Regions from separate parts of the Xenopus tropicalis genome. Here region 1 is linked to region 2. A link is a contact called in public Hi-C data. All regions are on one chromosome and are shown on one strand. The core of a region is the stretch at or near the end of the contact, and the rest is flanking DNA. Distances in the headings are between cores, read along the strand shown. Region 1 holds the start of LOC100144286. Region 2 holds the start of LOC100496061 (ras-related protein Rab-38).

Region 1 (2,700 bases), core at 163-2,662, 150 kb after region 2:
CCAGAAAGCTTTCCCACTGGTGATATCATGGTGTCAAAACACACTAGGCAATTCATTTTCTGAAGCCGCCTGAAGTTTCCTTGCAAAATAGGGGTCTAGTTTATCGTGGGCAAGTATTTGGGGTGGGAAATCCTTCTGTATAACACTCAAATTATATATATTTGATACAGGTATGGGATCCGTTATCTGGAAAACCATTTTTTTATTTTTAAAATAAAACAGTACTTTGCACTTGATGCTAACTAAGCTATAATTAATCCTTATTGGAGGCAATATAATAATCAATATAATGCCTGTTGCGTTATTTTACTAGCATCACTTTAAATAAGCGGCACTTGTAAAAAATGCAAAGTACAGATTATTGTTAACATTACGCAAGCAAAGGTTTTGTCAGCCCTTTCATTATGCGCTTAATTATAATTAAGCATGTTAATCCTACCTGCACAAAAACATTTGACCCAATACACCTTAAGATGAGATTTACTTTTAAAAATGGCCATTGGCCAATGATCAATAGCTAAAAGTGGACAGTATCTGAAAAAGCTGCACACTGTGGCACAAGGTTTTAAGAAGTGGCTGGACAGATAACGCTCAGCTACCATTGTTAAAAATGTCAAATTAACATTTTGGGATGCAATTATGTTTAGGATAATCAGACACCTAGAAATTCCCATGCAGCCTTACAGAAGCACACACTTACATTGTTTGTTGCAGCTACACACATGACACAGATAGATGCACCTTATTCGTGCATCTGGTGCTCTCACTTTCATTCACAATGCAGGTGAACATGCAAGCCAATGTATTGGGCCTACTGTATTTTTAAAGCATATTCAAGAACACTGCAGCTGAAATATGCCCTAAAACCATGCCCTTAGAGCTGCTAGCTTACCTTTTTAAAACCAATTAGATGAAGTTAACATGCTGCTGTTTAGGTTTGAATGTTATTTGGTTTGCATGCACTAGTTACGTATCTGGGCTGATAAGCAGCCCTGCAGTATGTATGTTTTACAGGTGTTTGGATTTAAAGGGACGACGTGTCCCTTCAGAAAATTTGCCACATCCTTTGTGATAAATGCAGGGTTACCAAAGGCATTCAGGTAAATTAGATTACACACCTGATGTTCCCAGGAAAGTGGCCACATTCAATATCCTGCCCATGCTCACACATTGTTGCTCCTTCTTGCCATAACTGCGGTAATAACAGAACGCCAAGACACCCAGTCCCATTACTGCACTGCAGACACATGTTGAATGACAGAGTGTTGGTTTGAAACCCAGGACTAAATTAGTGCCAGTGTCGGCCAAATAACAGCACATTCTGGGCAAGTGCACTGATGCCATATTAATAGACTAACATCAAACCTTACTCTGAAAAACAATCCCCCATCACAACTGAAACTGAGCAATAAGTGTGGGGTGTGAAACATCCGATCTGGGTGGTGCTAGTGTGTCCCATGTGCTGTTAATTGCAGGTTGGCTAGTTGAGCCAATGAAATACTACTGCAATGCTTACCCCAGTTCAGCACAGACTGCCCAAAAACAAAAGGTTCTTTCATCTATGTTGTGTTTCTTTCCTATTAAAGACATTTAATAGGAATAATTTATAAGCCATGACAGTTACAAATGACGTGCACTGCAGTTCTATATAAATCTGAGGGCCAAAGTTTGGAGGTCAGATATTGGTTGAGTAGGATGTTGGGAGGGGCCTATACATGAGCCAATAAGCTGCACTCAATTTCGAGGGGCCAACTCAGTTTGAATCAGCCTGTGTATGTGCATGGACCAGAATCTTGTATTCATGATCTTTTAACATTATAAGCATAGCATCTTTGTTAAAAAGGTGTACCAATAATCACAGTATTTATTATAAACTGATATAAAAAAAAAAGATTTTAGCAAGAAAGCCTTATGCTGCTGACTAGAATAACTAGAATACAGCAGACCTGGGTAAGATGGGGGACCATGACAATCGCTGGGTCTGCTGTACAGAGTCATCAACCAGCACTATTTCATGAGGGCAATAATGATACAATCCTGGGCTTTTTCACACTCTATTTCATGTTATCATTTAGTGTGAATAGGAATTCAGACCTAAAAAGGACTGAATCATTGTCTCATTCATGACATGGGGCTGGTTGATGTCTCTGGTACAATTCCAGGTCCCCCACATTTGTCTGCCAATGGCGCCTGGCGCCACAAAAAAGTGTATTGGTTGAGGAGGTAATAACAGGGGAGGAACTACCAGCAGGGGGTGCTGGACGCTTGTGCCGATTCAAATCAACCATAAAAACTTCACCCAGGTCCCTTTGCTTAAAGTTCCCTTATTGGATAGTAGCAGTCCCGCCATATGGCTGAGGGCGCAAGCCCCTCCCACCACCCCACTGGGGAGGGCATTACACCACTGATTTAAAGGGAAACACCTAATGTGGTGCAGTGATTTTAGCACAGCCATAAACACTTCATAACTGTACCTATATAAAGGGAAATATGTTGGAAGGAAACCACTAAATGTAGGGCTTCAACAACACATTTCCCATAGGTATACCTATATCATACCTCCCAATATTGAAAATTGTGATCATTTGGCCATGACCTGATCTGCTCCATTCATGTCCAGTTTTATCCAAAAATGTCCCTGATCAAAACCTTGCCCACTCTCTTCTGAGTTGTTTGAAATATTCCTGGGGAGCTGAAGTG
Region 2 (2,767 bases), core at 189-2,688:
ATGTGGAAAGGATCACAATGTATCAGGGCACACTGTAAGTTGTAGTTCAGCAGCAGCAGCTGCTGGACAAAGATAAAACAGCCCATCTTAGAATCTAGGAATAAAGTATATGTAGTACACTAGCTTCCAACATCAAAATAACAACTAAACTATACTCAGAGTCCAGGGCCATTCACATTCACAGCATCCGAACAAGCCATCAGCACAACTCCTACAACTTTAGCTCCTATGCGAAAATGTTATAATATTCATTCATAATTACTGGATATACTGCCTTTGGGCAACTTTAGCTATTTTAAAACCATGAGCTGCCCTAGATGTCTATGTGAAGAGGAAGTCATTAGAATAGGCCAGAATCAGTTTCCTGTTCGGTAGAGCAGGAAATGGAAGTTATTAAATTCATCTCAATCCCATAATTATGACTCGCATTTAAAAGACAGTAAAAAAATTATGAATAGGTTACATTCTATACACCTTGCAATGTAGCTCTAGTTCCCCTTTGATATGCATTATGTACAACTGCAGAGTGCCCCACAAAGTCTGTCCTCTCACCTGCAATGTCCCAGAGTTGCAGTCTGACCATGGTGTTCAGGTCCCAGTTTACAATCTTTAGAGCAAAGTCCACCCCAATGGTAGCCCTGTAGCACTGAGAGAAAACGTTGTGGACATAACGCTGGATGATTGACGTCTTTCCCACACCAAGGTCACCCACTACCAGCACCTTACATAGAATTTCCCTCTGGGGAGACCCCATCATGCAAGCTGCTCAGAGACACACCAGTCAATAGTCACTGTGCTCTCTGGATCGTGTGCTCTATAAGCCTGGGTGTGTGTGTGTTTGTGTACTCAGCTTGGCACAAGTTGGAATTCTGCAGAGAAGTGAGGAAAAGTCAGTATGTGCATTAGCACATTTCTCCTGAGTAAGTCTACAGCGTGCCCCAGAGGGGCTATGATATACACTGTCAGGGGGTAAATTGCCTCCATCTGGCATTCTAGCACACACCAATATCATTTTTGGACCATGCACACATGGGCTCTGAATTATTGCCCTGATCATTTTTAAACCATGGTGATCGGTTGTTAAGTCGATCGGACAAGTTAGAAAATTTTGAACTTTTCAGACTTTTTTTTAACCCAAATTAACTACAGTAGAACCCCGAATTTATGTCCCCGGATTTTACGTTTTCCCGCCATTTAGCTCTCTTCCCGGGATTTTTAACATGCCTCTCGCTAGCAAATTGCTTCTTTTTCAGCTAAAAAGGGCACTTACTTTAGGAAGTAAAGTTTTCCCATCGTGGGCGCCATATTGGGAAGGTCAGAGTCACCACTTTCGGCTGGTAATACACACTGCGCATGCGCACCTATCCTGGAGCTTACAAAATATCGCAAGATATTTCCCTGATTTTACATTTTCCCATGGTCCCCTGAAAAACGTAAAATGGGGGTTCTACTGTATGTAACTTTACCTATGTAACTATAAATAAATATAAGTATCCTGCTATAGCTATGCAACCATATGTAAACACAACTGTATATTTCTCTTTACAACTAAAAAAGCCAGCATAGGAGCAAACAGCAATTAATACTATAACCCTGCATGATGTGGACCTTCTCTTTTTTCTGAACATACAGGGTTACTTGAACTCCATGGATTGTCTGCAAATATATTATAATATATATTAATATATATCTGGGCCATTGCCCCCAGTCCTTGGTATGGTTCATGGAAAAAAAGGCCCAGAAAAAATGTAATAATTGATCTTTTCTGGTTCCCTTTTCCTTTGGGCCCCACTGCATTGGCAGGGGGTAAGAACAGGCACTGTGCAAACTAAGGCAGTATGCAGTTTCACAGGAAAATATACAAATATTTATTAAGAAAAACAAAAGAAAACAGGAAATCTCAGGCCAGTTAAAGTAAGATTATATGCACAGGGAAAAAGAGGTGGAAGAAGTGTGAAAGGGGAGAGAGAGTGTGAATGAATGGGAAGTGAAATAGATGGGGGATGCAAATAAAGAACTGCAGAGAGAAGGTGACTGTAAGGTTAGTGCCACTTAGGTGATTTGTTGCCTGCTGTGACACTAGTAATTATCACAAGAATTGTATGGGAGCTGCTGCAGAGACCACTGTGATTGGCTGCTTGGGACCTGACGCTACAGGCAGCTGGGCACACACATGAGCTTGTGTTACTGATAACAAAAAAGGGCCACTATTACACATATATAAATCTACCACCATTCCTTGCAGTTAACCCCATTTGTTACCAAGTGCTGCTGAGGCTATTTAACTTGCCTAAATACCTGTTATCCCTATTTTGCAATGTGTTCTTAGCCTTGAGTCACAGTAGACTACCTGGATATTCCAGCTGTGCTATTGGATCATAAAGGCAAAGGAGGAGACTAGTAGTAATACTACTAATAGCATCTCGCTCAACCAAGCTTTAGTTGGAAGAGAAGTAAATAAGGTATAAGCCATGTATTTGTACCGATGGTGCCATCTGCTGGACTATAGTAAAAAAAAAAACTCCACAAAGCCATGGCCCCTCTGGATTGATCCACACAACTGTGAATACATTTCTTAAAGGAGCAGTATACCATCTTGTGCAATGAATGTAGTAGGTATCCTCTTTTCCTATTGCTTTAATCACAAAAAATCCCAGTGGTTTTTCTTATTTCTTGAGCTAAACAGGGAAACTGAAATTACTCCATGTTTGATTCTGGTAAGGTAAATCATTCCCAGTGCACAGATACTGTAACCCCCAGCATATTG

What was found. A called contact is a pair of places that touch in the nucleus more often than the background predicts.
Region 1: a Hi-C map of gastrula embryo shows a contact between it and region 2, with 1.5 times the contacts expected there. The contact joins the promoter of LOC100144286 here to the promoter of LOC100496061 in region 2. A contact is called at or near these places in 2 of 5 Hi-C or Micro-C datasets (gastrula embryo and neurula embryo).

What each region holds. Positions count from the first base shown.
Region 1 is chr8:44,396,573-44,399,272 of UCB_Xtro_10.0, forward strand. LOC100144286 reads right to left here and starts at 1,413. Exons shown (of 8, transcript NM_001122813.1): 1 at 1,119-1,413. The coding sequence starts at 1,344.
Region 2 is chr8:44,248,121-44,250,887 of UCB_Xtro_10.0, forward strand. It overlaps LOC100496061 (ras-related protein Rab-38), which reads right to left and starts at 1,439. Exons shown (of 3, transcript XM_004916815.4): 1 at 553-1,439. The coding sequence starts at 757. It overlaps itgb1bp2 (integrin subunit beta 1 binding protein 2), which reads right to left. Exons shown (of 12, transcript NM_001079220.1): 12 at 1,845-2,767.